2 separate regions of the Mus musculus genome follow, and region 2 is linked to region 1. Evidence: chromatin contacts called from public promoter capture Hi-C data. All regions are on one chromosome and are shown on one strand. Each heading gives the region's core, a stretch centred on a gene start, on an enhancer-like site or on the middle of the called end of the contact. The rest is flanking DNA. Distances are from core to core; before and after follow the strand shown.

Region 1 (7,687 bases), core at 2,319-4,818:
TTTTTTCCTGTTTTTCCTTGTCTACCTCATGTGCCCATCTTCCCATTCAGAACAGACAACATAGTTTAAAGCTGAGCAGAGACTATATTCTTTTGTTGTTGGTGGTGGTGGCAGTGTTTTATTAATAATTAATTAATTTTACATCCCAACTGCAGTTTCTCCCCCCTCTTTTTCTCCCATTCCTTCCTCTTTTCACCTTGCCTCCCATCCCCCATTCTACTCTTCCTCCTCCTTTGACTTCATTATTCTTACAACTCCAGACTTCAGAGAGATTTTTCTCTGGACCATTGCTGCCCAGCTCATAGGATCTCTATGTCTCATTTGCATAAAGGCACACAGCCAAAGACACAGCATACCCCCCCTCCTGTAAGTGGGGGCTTGTGGTCGTCTCATCATGCCCTCATTATTCCTTTTATCTTGTGAGGAAACTGGAATAAAAGGCCTTAAGCAAGGTTAATAATCTAGTGAGTAGTGAAGAATGAATTTGTGCACAGGTTCATATTAGATTTATTTTCTTCCCACAACACCAAGCTGGCAGCATTGGAAATAAAGTCGATATGTTGGCATGAATATTTGGCAGAGAACATCAGGAAAGGCATTATGGACAGGGTGGGCCAGATGTTTGATTTAAAGCTGAAGAGAAGTGCTTTGTGATATGGGGAGAAAGATAAACACATTTGTCTCTGTAAAAATAGTAAGTTCAGACGCCAGCATGCTTGGGGGGGGGGGGGTCTTGCAAGTTTTATAAGATGTATTGAAGAACAGCTTTTGGGAACTATCATGAAAGTCCCCCAAGCACAAAAATATTTACCCAGAATGTCTGGTTCATAACCAACCCTTTAACAAGGTTTGTGAATGAACATGAGATCTTGCTGCCCATGTTCATAGAGGCATACATGCTTCTACAACTTGCACACATGAGTGTGGGGTCTCCAGATCTGGGGTCTAGCACCAACACAGTGCTATCATCTTGGCTGGCTCTGAACACATCTTCTCAACGTGCTGTGTGAAGACTGACAGGGGAAGGAGCTCCCTGGTTCCTCTGAGTGTCGAAGATCAAGAGGAGGGAGACCAGCATAAGATGAAAATCTTCTGGCTTTTCATTTCCCTCAAGAACAGACTGGGGAACAGTGTGTTCCCCCACAGTGGAGGTTACCAGACTTCCTAAATTCTGAGTAGAAAAGGGGGTATCTTTGTGAACTGAAACAGACTGCAATTCATTCATGAGGAAAGAACTCAACATATTGCCTGATAGGGATCTGGGGTAGGAATGAGCCCAGAAATGCTTCTCTGTTGTCTTCCTTGGGTAAAGAGCAGGCTGAGGCATAGGCATGAGCTTGAGAAGATGCAGCACATGTGACCTGTTCGGCTCATCCCTCAGTGCAGCACCAGGAGCAGTCTAGTCCCCTCTTTCTCTGACCCCCTCCCAATTCTTAGAGGCAGTACCACAGAGCTTACATCCTGCTTGATTTCCTATCTAGGACTCATCTGGCACCAGAGGCAGCCTATATTGGAGGAAGGGAAATCTCTTTCCAACCTCCATGTATAAAAGCTCTGAATATGATTTCAGAGAACTCAGTAGAGAGGATGTCTGTGTAGAAAGACTCCTATTCCTGTCTGTCTTCAATCAAAGAAACCAATTTTTACAGCCCCCCTAAATATGGATATAGCTTTTTCCTTTATAAATACATATTTTTTATTTATCAAGCAAATATCTGAAAAAAAAACATCCCCAATTGCTATTGCAGCCTACAAGTCCAGGCCTCCAATGGCAATATCTCCCTTTCTAAACTCAATCCCACAGGATTGCAACTCAGCCTAAGATTACCCTGGGATGATACAGGTTGCTGAGAGCACTGTCCTCCAGCATCTACCTGAGAGGATGAAATGAAGTAGATGATAGGTAGATTGGAGTATGTTTCATGATTGTGGGGGTAGGGGGGAGGTGGCTCAGTCACTAAACACTTAGACCTTACCCTGACTGTGCAGGCCTATAATCCTAGGGCTGGGTTGGCAAAGACAAGGACATTCCTGATACTTGCTAGGCAACCAGGCTAGCCAAATCAATGAGCTCCAGATTCTGTGAAAAAACCATTCCTCAAAATACAAGGTGAACAGCCCCTGAGCTTTAAAGACACAGGGCGTTGACCTTGGCCTCCACACATATGCATAGACATGTGGATCACACACCCTCCCCATGGACACACACAAACATGCTTAAATGTATGCTCACAAGAGTAGGTCAGAGGATTTCAGACACAGAGCTTTCAACCTCTGTGAGAAACTAGAGTCTCTAATGGTTGCTGAGTAAGTAAATAGTGGATCCCCCCCTCCCCTACTTTCAAACACTCTTTTCATTCAGCTGTCTGATGGCCCTATTGGCTAATTCATTTCCTTCCCCAAAGACTGCTGAATATTTAAAGCAGGAACTTTAGATGTGCCCAGTGACTTCACATCGCCGTTATATCTGGCTTAATTTCTTCTTACAAGTCCTGTTCTGATACCCTCTCCTCTCCTGTATTCCCAGGTGCCTCATCAACCCAGCTGCTGGACTCAGCCCCTCCTCTCCATAGTTGGCTCATGGCAATTCTTTCTGAGACCTTCACACAGACCCTTTGATTTGTCCATTGACAGAGAATTTTGGAGATAAATTTTCAGGTAGAATAAACTTGCTCATAACTCAAAGCTATTTATGTAAATTCAGCTCCAAACACTGGCCTGATTTTCCAGCAAAAACTCAGATGTAGGATGGACTAGATACGTCTCTTTTAAGTCTCTAAATGCCCACATATTTTCCTGAGGTCAGCAAATGGTTGACTTGAAGGGGAGATATTGTGATTTGTGCTCAAGAAACTTAAGTTATGAGTGATCATAGCTTCATCTTTAAAACGGAAATAATGATTACATCAACTTTCATGGGGCTGGTGTGAGAATTAAAATGTGGTACTATTTGTAACTGTTTTTTTACAACACTATAAGCATAAGACATATTGTTCGTGCTGGTTGGAGGCAGATGTCTTGACAGGAAATCTCTGGAGGTCGCTCTCAGTGTAAACATCCCATGATTCTCTGCCTCAGACAGGGAGATGAACTGCTGCAGCTGCTGCCCTTAGCAACGGGCCAGCTGAGCGGCAGGCTGCACTTCACAATGGCGGCCGCTAGATGGCACGTCCCTTGAAAAACTTCTGCTGCCACAGAACATCTGGATTCTTACAGAGGAAGCTTCTCAAAGGGCATGTAGTTAATGTGGAAGAAACCTGGAGTCCCATCTCCACGGCGACAGAAGCCCTATTCAAGGATCAGAAGTACTCTGAAATACACATAAAAACGAGGGACACCACCCTTTCTTGCTTATTGGTACATTGACATTTTCTTCGTTCCGCTGTAGGGCTCAGAGATGCACTGGTACCCCATGAGGCATCTGGAAAAAGGCAACTAACTTGTTTATCTGAATTCCTCAAAAGGAGAGCAGCGTGATGAAAAATGAATGCCACCAATTATTACACAACAATGTAAGTGTCTAATTCCTCAGCCAGTAACCTCTCTTTAGCACTCCAGCAGTGCTTCAGCCGGCCATGTAAGGAGCTACCCTCAGTCTACCCTCAGGGAGATTCCCATATCAACTATGGCATCTTGGGCAGTCACATCCTGTATGCTCATAGGATCTGCATCACAGAGGTACATGGAGTCATCAGATACACAGGATGAGAACTACCTGTGAGGGCTTTTGTTAGGACCTTCCAGTCAGTCCATTTATTTGTTCTATTTCACTTGATCTTCAGTTGCACTTCCTGCACTCTCAAGTGCAGGAACCCTAAGGTGGCATTTTTCGCAGAGAGAACAACTGTGATAAAAGTCCATCTGTGACCTAAGAGAAGCACCGAGAACAGCAAGGAGGGTATGCTGTGCCTAACATATGCATGTGTCTTATATCTAAGAGTCCTGTCATCCTAGAAAGCCTTTGGACCTGATCTGTTAGAATTTCTAGGTGGAAGCCAAGTCTGTTCAACCTATTTCCTTCTCTAACTTAAGGTTCCCTATTTGGTTTTAACTCAGTAAATATAACTGCCACTTTTCTAACATTGATTAGTGGGAGGAAATGATCTAGATAAACTCCTGGAAAACTTGTGTTTAGTATGTCATACTTTTAAGATTTAGCTATGTAAATGTGTATGCTGGATATAGATGTATATGCATATGTATATGACGTATATGTATATGTATATGATGTATATGCATATGATGTATATGTGTATGTGTATGTGTATATGTATATGATGTATATGTATATGCATATGTATATGATGTATATGTATGTTGTATATATGTATGTGATGTATATATATATATGCATATGTTTATGATGTATATGTATATGTGTAGACACATACATACATGTGCTCATGGAGACAGTCACTGCACGTCTGTGGCCAGAATTACAGGCAGTATGAGCTGCCAAATGTGGGTCCTGGGAAATTAACACAGACTCTTTGCAAAAGGAGCAAGAACTCTGAGTCATCTCTCCAGTCCTATCTAGTATTCTATTAAAAATAATGATAATAATGAACAATACCTCTTAATTAGCAAGAGGAAAGTGAAATAAGAATAGATTTTCCATTTTCTTTGTTAAGTTTTTCAGAAACTGAAAATATGTGGGGTGGCAATATGAACAGCACTGGACAAAGATTTGTTTAATGAGCTTGGTTCTAACCATAAGCTTTGTATTAAAGAGGTCTTGGAAAGAGTTACTATCATTTTCATCCAAGTCAGAAATAAGAAATAGAAACTAAGAAAATAGATGTAACTTACCATATTCTCTGAACAGCAGTGAACAGTGCCTGTTTCTAAAACTTTCCTAAAGCCAGACTCTCTGGAAACATTGTGTAATTTCTTTTGGGAACTCACAAGTGGGACTATATACGTTTTGTGACCTTTTATAAATTATTACTTTTCTTAAAAACAACAACAAAAAAGGCAGGTAAAAAAGTCTCCTCAAGTCCTGTCTCAAACCAAGAGTTGAGAAGACCAAAGCTTCTTGTGCAACTATCGAGAAGTTCCCTATAAGGACTTGACCTCTAAGACTGGACGCTAGGTGGGAAAGAGATTATTACAGCCTCAGGGGGTTCCTGTGCTAGGGTTATGTCTGCATTAGTGTTTTATCTATGACTGACAGAGGAGAGAGAAATATGGAGACACACATAAGGAAAGTTACTTAGAGAAGAGTAAGGTTGGAAGTGGCTATAAATGGAGTCTAGAGTGGGATCATTTTCCCTCTACTAGGCTTGTGTTTGCTTTACAGACTTTCAGGGAACACAAATTTGGGTTATCTACTCTTCTCAGTGATGGGGACCCTGCTCACGATCTAGAGCTAGGTGTGAATGACCACCATTGCTGTCAAGCAAACTTGTACCTGTCCCTTTGTTCTTTCTCACCAAGATGGACGAGAGTCCTCTGAGGGACTTAAGAGAATTTCCCAGGTGTCAAAATGCAAAATCTGAGTTGAGTTCACCTCTTTTAACTATTTCAAATATATGAAAATAATTCCCATAATTCACATGCATTCTATTTTTATTTTTCCCTTTTTATTCTAGCCCTTTGTAGAATTAACCCTATAAAACCCAAAAATGCACAAATGGGTTTAAAAATTCTAAGATCCTCTGATTAGCTTGTACATACGGGAATAATTGTTGTTCATGGCTGGATTTCTTCAGAAAGCTGAAAGCTTGGTTTGAACAGAGACCTAATAGGAGCTGGATTTGAATGTGTCTGTTTTACAAATGAGAAGGCAAGGTTTCTGATCGTGTAAGTAATGGCCCCAGTGTAGGATCTCATGTTACCTCATCCAGAAGAGAAACCCCACAAATTTGCCTGGGTTGATGAAGGTGCAAAGAGAAGGAAGAGATTTCTGGGGAAGGAGGCAGCAGCGACTCTGTATATTCAATTTTAGGTAGCCACAGCTTTACCTAGAGATTTTTACAGTAGGTGGCTTGGATTCACCTGTTTCACTGCCCAGGGGATTTCTCTTTTATCCAGAACTGCAAAATCCCATGAGAGTCTGTAGACATACACTGTCTTTATAGCCACTTGAAGAAAATATTTTCACAACCTCCAGGGTGAAGGTTGTTTTCACTTCTCTCAACTTATAACATTTGACACTAATCTTAAAAGCTCACTCAATATATAGTCACCCTCCTACATCTGACCAACAGTGACACCATATCTTCTCTCAGATCAAATCCCACTCTTCAGCGCTGGCAAAGGGATGAGAAGATGCTAGCAGATACTGTTGAGTGACTTTCTGCCATGTGTCTGTCACTATGCTTTACATTAACATGCTCTTTTTAATTCACCCCCAAACTTGGGGCTCTGTGAGAATTAGGAGTGGTGCTGGATAATTGTGTATGGTTTCCTTCTCCTCACCACTGTAAGATCACCACTGTTTGGCTAGCTTGAGTGAAGCAAGCACAGGACTGACAAAACATCCCACTTCTTGATTCAGATTGGACAAGAAGCAGGAAGTCTGTCTTAGCTAGGTTACCTAGGTATGTGTATACCTCAATAATCCCAGTTGAGGCAGGATCACAAGTTTGAGATCAATGTGAGCTACATAGTGAATTTTTTCTCAACCTAACTCTCCCAAAACACAAACAAAACAAAAACACTCAACCTAAACACTTACAAATATAGCATCTCTCTTTAAGCCTCTGAGATTTGGGTGTCATTTGTTACTGTGGCCAAAGCTAGCCTAGACCCAGTGCACCATGGTCATCTACCCATACATCTTGGCTATCTACCCATGTGCCTTGGGCCTTACAATTGACTTCTCTGCCCTCAATCACTAATTCTTCTTGAACTGCATATCCACATGCTTACTGAACTTTTGAAGGACAGCATGGTGGTTTGAATGAGAGTGACCCCCATAGGCTCATGTGTTTGAATACTTGGTCTCCAGCTAGTAGAACTATTTGGGAACAATTAAGGGTGTGGCTTGATGGAGTAGGTGTGACCTTACTGGAGTAGGTGTGTCAGCTTTGAGGTTTCAAAAGCTCATGCCAGGCTTAGTTTCTTTCACTTCACCCTTTCTCTCCCTGCAACTTTTGGAACAGATGTGAGCTCTCAGCTACTTCTCTAGCCTCTATCCATGTTTCCTACCATGATCATGGACTTACCTTCTGAAATTGTACATAACCCCCCCAATTAAATGTCTTCCTTTATAAGTTACCGTGGGTCATGGTCTTTCCTCACGGCAATAGAACAGTAAATAAGACAGAAGACAGTCTTGACCACTTAACCATGTATCCTGGTTAGGATCAGATCTTACTATCCTGCCACATACCGGGATTGATTTTGGATTCCACCATCCTACCACGTACCCCAGTTGTTTTCTGATTCTACCATCCAACCACAACCCCAGGTGATATTCTGATTTTCCAGGGCATCTATGTGCTCCCCCCAACAATTTCTCAGCATTGATATTTACAGAAAAATAATAAAAATAATACACATTGGTGCCTGTATCGACCCCCAGCTACCACTGACATTTAGGAGTAAATGATGGATTGCCTTTTTTTCGAGGCTGGCTGAACTGACCTACGTGGCCTGTACATAATTTACTTTTGATTAAAGGAGTGCTTCAACATCTAGATTCTGTTTGGGAGTAGGAGGCAGGATCAATAACGTGTATGAC
Region 2 (7,687 bases), core at 2,631-5,130, 720 kb before region 1:
ATAAAAATAGGACAATGATAAGAAGTTAGAAAAAGGCTAATTTCGCAGTGATACAGGAAGAGAACTAAACGCAGTTTGATCTTTTTTTAGTGGGATGAGCTCATTAGTAGGTGAGTGAGCATTCAAAAAACTCCTATTAGAGTCACTTGACACCTGCTATGTACCACAAATTATGCTCCACAAGCCCGAGCCATTGCTGAACTAGAACAAAGGGCTTGACAGAAACTTCCTTCATTTCAGAGGTAAGGCAGAGTTGTCAGTATAAACCAGCCTGAACACCCACACTACATTGAGATTATCCATTATATTCAAATAGCTTGTCTTCATCCCTTCATTTCTGTGGATCCTCAGGAGGTTTATATTTCTTCTACTTGCATTTCTTTCATTTTTCTGGTGCCACTCATTCCTGGCTTGCAGCTTAGTACCATGGTCACTACAATCATTTCCGTAGGGCAGCCACCCAAATACCATTTTCTTCAGTCTCCCTGAGTCCTTCTCTGGCAAACCTCCCATGCGTGGGCAATTTTTACCAGAGATTTGAAAGCATGGAGTGAAATTTCAGGGTAGCCAGAAGAGACAGTAGCACACCTTGAAATGTTAGTTAATACTGTGCTAATGAAGCTATTCTATAAGAAATCTCCTTTAAAGCTTCCAACTCTGCAAGAGCGTCACCCTTTTGTCTTTACCTTAGATTCTGCAGTCCTTATGCCTTCATCTCTTGACCCACTCCAATATAAGACTCTACTTCCCATTTAGCCAGCCTGCTTCCTGCCTGCCCTTGAATATTGAGAACTTGTCTAACATTTTGAGATTTCTTACCCAAAGAACCATTTACACATTTTCTTAAGCAATGGAGCAAACTACCTAGAGATAACCACTTTTCTAAGAGGCTTGCTTTTATTTTCCACTCCAGGAAGCAGCAGACTTCCCAGTTAAGCCAGGAGGCCTTTTCCTTTGCATCATTAGGGAAATGATTCATTCCCTGCCCATCCCAAGTGTAGGTCCAGGAAAGTACCTTGCCAGGCCTTCCAATTTGTTTGGATCCCTACCCTACCTACCCCACCCCAAGATGCATGCATCATTCTCCCTGTAGCACAGCCAGGAAACTTGATAGCAAATTTAAAGATACTATGTTTTTATTTTTTAACCAACATAAGAAGAAAATATTATCATTAGAAATGTCAAAGTCTCTCCCTACCCATCATATGTAAATTCTGCCCTGGCCACTATGAACATTTCTTTTAGAGATGAATTTGTGTTCTTTTTCCATGCCTTCATATTTTTAATTTGCCACATTATAGGACATTTCGTCAGATGAACCAAAGTCAATGAGAGAAGGAAACCCAAGTACTGGAGCCTGGAGCTGGGAAACTCTGAAAGGAAGCTTAGGTCTTCAGGTCCAAAACACAAAGGAAACCAGGCAAGATCAGAAACAGTGGAATCTGCTCCCTTTTTGCTTTTTTTTTTTTTTCCAGAATTTTGTCCCCAACTTTATCTGCTACAATTTTGGCACTCCTTGCTCTGAGATTTTGGAGACAAAGATCACTCAGGAAAGGAAAGCAGTAAAGGCAACTCAAACAAACAGGACCAAGGTGATGAAGCCAAAGGGATACAAGAGAGGCCTAGGCTCTTGCCTGCTCATCAGACAGGCAGGAGTGCTGGCCAAGATGAAGAAGTACATTTACAAAGGTTGTGAAGCCTGGTCTAGTCCTTCACTGGGGAGCCTTCAAATCACTGAATTACTTGGCAGTCCCCAAACTCTTACACCTCCCTCCTTACCATGTAGCAGGGAAACTATCTGATAAAAAGTATTTTCTATTTTCTTTTTCCCTTTTTACATGCAGTCCCAGGCAGGATATAGTTGTAGATCATCAGATTCAAAGAGCCCAAAGGAAGAAAGGGAATGTGAGTAGAAGCTGGAGGTAGTGTTGGAATAAGGGAAAAAGAGGTCTTGTGGAAGGAAACCCAGGCAAAGGGGTTCCTAGTTTCCTGAAAGACTTTTAGGTCAGCTGGAGCGTGTGTCCCCAGTCACAACCCAGATTCTGGCCACTGATCTCTCTTGCCCCTGAAAAAGTGACACTTGTGGCTGTCTAGAAGATGTTCACACTAGCTTCTCATGGGACAGAAGAGAACTATCTCTTCAGAGTGACTTTCCATTCTACACCAACTTTCCCAGTAATAACATCACGGTTGTCTACTGTGGGACATTTTAAATTACATAATTCATCAGTTTAATTTATTTTACAATTTATTCCAGGACAGAAAATAATAGTATTAACAAACAGAAGAATCTCAACACAAACCCTAGGAAGTTCTTGGAGAAAGTACAGAGCCTTGGCCGGCTTATGAAGTCTAGCTGGGTTGGGAATGGTGGCCCCTGCCCTGTCCTTTACCCTAAAGTTGAGACACTGATATCTTCAGCATATTTCCCCAAGGTTTGCAGAGGTTTTTTTGCTCTCTCCACCCTGCCCCATTCAGCCCAAGACAAGGCTGATACTGGCCAGCTGAGGAAATAAGAAAAGACAGCACTACACCCAGACTTGGGTCAGTGCTGAGCTGAGTGACCAAAAGAGTAAGTACAGAGCATCTGATGAGGACTCCAGCCCGTGGTCACCTACCCGTGCACAGTGTAGCATCATTCTGGGCATTTTTGTCCAAGCAAGTTTTACTCCATCAAAATGGACATGTCTAGCGCTGCCAATCAGGAGAACCCAGAACCTAATTCAACTTCTCCTCTGCCAGCTCTCTTTGGGATAGACCCAAAGGCAATGGAGCAGAAGACTGGGAGAAAAGAGGTCTTGTGGGTAGATCCAGGCTACTCTACATGTTGAGTGTCCTTTAAGATATACAATGAAGATTTAGGAGCCCCAAGGGTTAAAAGCAAAATGAGTAATTCACAACCCTGAAAACCTCAAAGGACATGAGTTGGGATGAAGAACAACACCCTCCAGTGCAATAAAGTTTGCTATAGACTGAGTGAATACTATTTTTTGCCAACCTAAGAGGGGAAGAACTTAAGAAGTAAGAGTATGCGTGGGCAGCAGGAGGTGTCTTGGCCTGTCCACTAGCTTTAGAATCTGAAGGGAAGCAGAGCAAGAAAATTCCAACTAGCAATGAATGTATGTTTGTGCACGGGGAAGACTGGTGAGCAGAAGGACTTGGTGTGTACACCAAACCACCTCCCTACTAGCATCTGCATGGTTTCTGCAGGGGCGACTCTAGCTTTCTAATCTGAAATTTAAAATTGTCCTTTTTTTCCTCTCTGCCTGTTCTTTATTCCAGACTCTTCCACTAATGTCCCTCAGTCCTCCTTAAAGGTCTCCTGGCCCTTACTGGAAATGGCTACCCTCATGAATTCTTTATGTCCAAGTCCTGGGAACAATGGGTGCCTGGACCCTTCTCTGGACCACTCTGGGTCCTTGCTTCCTCAATTAAGGAGAGTTACAGAACTTTTCCTTCCTTCTGTCTGCATTCTAGCCTCAACTTTGAGCTTTGCACCTCCAGCCACGCAGAGGAGCTGGCGTCCCCCAGCACTACCTGAGTAAGCTCACTTCTGCGTGCTGGAGCGCAGGATTCCCAGGTGAGGTTAGTGGCCGGCGTCTTCCCTCCTCCCGGCCCATAGCCTGGTCCCTTGGCCCTCAGCTGTTAATACTCACGCAGCAGACTCATCAGGCAGAGAGCTACCCAGCGCCATGGCAGCAGGAGCCCCGCGCGCGTGTCCCTGTGGACCTGCATTCTCCTGTACCGCTCCGGAGATGCGCTCGGTGCAGGAGGCGGCCCGGCGCGGGACGCGCTCCTCCGCCCTGCGCAGGGGTGGGGGATATTGGCTCTCCTCCCCTGCTCCCTGTCCGGAGTGGGTGGGGGATGCTGGCTTATCCCCTCCCTGTTGCGTCTTGGTGAGGCCAGCCCCTCTCGTAGTTCCTACTTCACTTTTAACCGTGTGTCATCTTGGCTGCCTCTCGGCAGGGTCAAATTTCTCCTTTCTGATTTCTTTATTTTCAAGTTTTAAGTGTGGCAGGAAGCCACTGTGTACGCCTGAGTTTACAGGAGTATGATCTTTCAGCTAAGCAGGAAACAACACAATTCCAAGACACCTTTAGAGATAGTCACGGTGGAATCTGTGCTGCATGTTAAAATTGAGCAGGACACAAACAGGACACTAATAGCCTTTTCACAGTCCAGACCATCTGCTATCCTACCATCTCTCTTTTATACTCATTTTCCAGCAAAATCAACAGAATTTGTATTAACTTTCCTGTGATCATCCATATTTCCTTAGCTAGTTGGGTCATAGCAATTGTCAATACCATAGAGATAATATAGATACTCCATAGTACATGGTTTTTCTCCAATGTTCCCTTTTCAATCCTAGATTTAAGTTTCCTGATTCTATGGGAGCTTTTCTTGCCCTCCCTTCAGACAAAAGATTTCTTAGATTCTTACCCTGCCCTACCTAACAGACCTTCTAGCACTCCTTGTGCTTCTCCACGCAATGGTGCTGCATGTTGATGCGCTGGATTGCAGGATTCTGACTCGTCACAGGTCAGAAGATCAAGGCAGGAGGAGAGAGAAGCAAGACAAGGCATATAGCAGCAGGTAGAAATTGAGATAAGGCACAGAAGGGTCTGTGATGATGACTGTAAATACTTAGCCCTAGTTTTCCCATAATGTCTGGTCACATAACCTAAAGGGAGAAAGAAAGATCAGACAAACGCCCTGGATAAATTTCTGTATTTATTTCTCTGAAGATCTACCTCCACGAAGAAAGTACATTTGTTTGTGTTGCCTACCCTGGGCCTAATATACCTTGGGGTTGAGAAGAAGAGTATCAGTCCTCAAATCTATACTCTTACCCTGTTTCATATCACACCATTAAAACAAGAAGCGGAGGTTTTCATCATAATAAAGGCAGAGGCTCATTGAATACAACGACATTAAGTGAGTTTGTGTCAAAGTACAGTTGGCATATTGTGATGGAGAACCTGGAGGTAGGGTCAGAAAGGATTGCAAAATGTACTTTTAAAATTAAATTCTGGTCCTTGGAATATGAACTAAGAAGGAAATATTACACCTAATTCTTCAGTTTCAAAAGTGGATTTTCTTCTGGTACCTACATTTTGCTCATACTTTTTATGGTAGGTAAATTGTTATATGTAAAAATGAGTTGGTTCATTTGAGTCTACCTTTACTTCCAGATGTTTTCTCTGTTAGTTTAATTAATTAAAGTGTTTTGAGACAGGATCTCACTCTATAGTCCCATCTGGTCTTGGACTCAAAAAAAAAAAATCCTATCCTAGCTTCCTGAATGGTGGGATCATAGGTATGTACCATTGTTTTAGGCTCTCTTCTGATTACTTTAAATATCTTTTGTCTTTTGGACCATGGGAAATGGGACTATAGGAAATATTTTGTACTTGAACTTCTTAACTAGCTTTGAAGTGGGGGAGGAGAGTGAAAGATATTGACTCTATGGAAAAGTTTCTGAAAGCAAAATCCATATAGAACCAGAATCAAGGCTGAGTGCCAAGAATCTTAACTTGTAATATGTGCTGTCTGTCATTTCTTTCAAGAGGTCATGAAAGAAAAAGAATACCTCCTAAGTACAAGCGTAAGGACAAAGCAGTGTTCAGCACCAGGGAAGGAAAGTAAATGTAGACATCTTAGTTGGGGGGGGGGCGGGGAGTTTAGAAATCCATCCCCCGAAGAAACCAAATCTGTACTTTTCTGTTCTGCAGAGCTATAATGCAACCAGAATATAAAGCATGATGGAAGACTGGCCCTCAGCACGCAGTCACTGAGACACATCACTCACAGCTCACACACCTTCTCTCAGCACATATACAAATCCACTTATTGCCTCAACCTTCTGACAACTCGCAGACCAGGTAGAATTGAGCAATCATTTCTCTTTTAGTCCTCCCAGTCTGCCCCTCAACATCCCTGCTTTCACACTCCATCTCCTAAGCTGATTCCAGAAGACACTAGCTATTATAGCTATACCACTCAAGGCAGAGAGTGTAAAAGAAACACATTAAGAGCTGCTCAGTGGGACCCTTTGTGAGGTCTTAAAGGTCATGGCCACACTTATCACTGAGTGTCCTGTACATTCCCCATCCTCTGCAAAACACACTTCCTATCAGATAAAAATAGACTGTGAAATACAATGCCTTTGATGTGAAAAACAGTAAATATCTTAGTTCCCTTTAACAAAATATCCGAGGCTTGATACTTTATAAAGAATAGAGAATGCCAGAAGCAGGACGACTAGGAAATAGAAGTCATTTTCAGCCATATTAGCAAGTTTGAGTCAAGACTGAGGTATACAAGACCCTATTTCAAAGGACTTCCCCCTCCCATAAACAAAAAGAAAACTTAAAAACAAGAACAGAAATTTACTTTGCTTCATGGTTCTAGAGTGTTGGTAGTTTAAGTACCTGTATCAACTATGTCTGTTGGGAACCTTTTGGGTTGCATCATAGCAGAGGGAATCACATGGTGAGACAAATGAGTCAAAAGCTCACTCAGTTTGGATCCAGACCACTCCCATGGATAGCCCATTAATCTTTAAATAGATTCATTTACCCAGCAAGGCAGAGCCCTCAAATACCATTAAGATCTAAATTTTCAGATTAATATATGAAATTTAGAAAAAATATTTGAACAGTAGAAATTGAAGATTTTAATAAATCTGTTGTTTAAAATGTATTTGTCATTTTGTCTTTATAATCTAAGCCCTAACGCCTTTATATAAAATTATTAAGGAGTTGAATTCCAGTTTATACGTTGTTACTTTTTATGGACATTAATGAAGCATTTTTTCATTTCTATTTTTTCAGTTTCATACTTTGGAACTAAAGCTCCCCCACTACTACCCATGTTGCAAAATATTCTTTTAAATTTGTTGAAAGCACTCAGGGACTGTCCGAGTATGAAAAGAAAGATCTTTAATGGTGGTGATGCCAGGTACTGGAGGGGAGCTGTGAGAATCTACACTCTAAAAGTGAGTTCCTTTTTTGCTCTTCCTGCCCTCCAGGGCCTCCTTTAGCTATAATCTGACTAGCACGTACTGACAGTAAATTCTGGAACATTTGGCCTGCTCATTCTCAGGCTCAGTGTCTTCTGGGGGGAATTATCTTGATGTTGTGGTTGTCTCAATGACAGGCAACCCATTCTATCTGTGCTCAAATATTATTCATACAGAGTACCCTGTCCCAATCTTTTGTTTTTCTGTGTAATCTCCTCTTTCCTGGCCTGACATGACTTTTTAGTTATCTTCTATATTCATATGCTGGTTCATCTGCCCTTTAAAATACACATGTCTCACACTGTCTGAATTATCCTCTTAGTTAATTTCATTTTCAGTAAGTCCTATTTTTTTTCAGACAAGTCACCTCCTTTATTTTCTTCAGAATTTCCCTAAATATCTTTGGATAATTATTATTCAGTGCATAATAAATATTTGATAATAGATTATCTGATCCTCTCCCAAACTGTCCTCTTAGATTTTTATATTTTCCTCCCCTCTCTTTTTCCCTCTCTTTGTTATTTTTGTTTGTTTGTCTTTGAGGCAGGGTTTTAAAATGTTGCCTAAGCAGCCTTCAAATTTGAGGTTTTCCTGCCTCTGCCTTCTCAGTGCCAGGACCATGAGCTTCACCACCACAGTTTGCTCCACTCCTTTGAATTATGA

The links. Promoter capture Hi-C pulls out the DNA fragments that hold promoters and counts their contacts.
Region 2: a contact with region 1 is called in a promoter capture Hi-C map of hippocampal neurons, with 3 times the contacts expected there. The contact joins the promoter of Cd34 here to the promoter of 4930503O07Rik in region 1. A contact is called at or near these places in 3 of 39 promoter capture datasets (hippocampal neurons, liver and stem cell-derived epiblast-like cells) and 1 of 484 Hi-C or Micro-C datasets (cortical neurons).

The regions. Positions count from the first base shown.
Region 1 is chr1:194,218,640-194,226,326 of GRCm38.p6, reverse strand. It overlaps 4930503O07Rik (RIKEN cDNA 4930503O07 gene), which reads left to right and starts at 3,568. Exons shown (of 3, transcript NR_040477.1): 1 at 3,568-3,898.
Region 2 is chr1:194,935,014-194,942,700 of GRCm38.p6, reverse strand. It overlaps Cd34 (CD34 antigen), which reads right to left and starts at 3,880. Exons shown (of 8, transcript NM_133654.3): 1 at 3,657-3,880. The coding sequence starts at 3,735.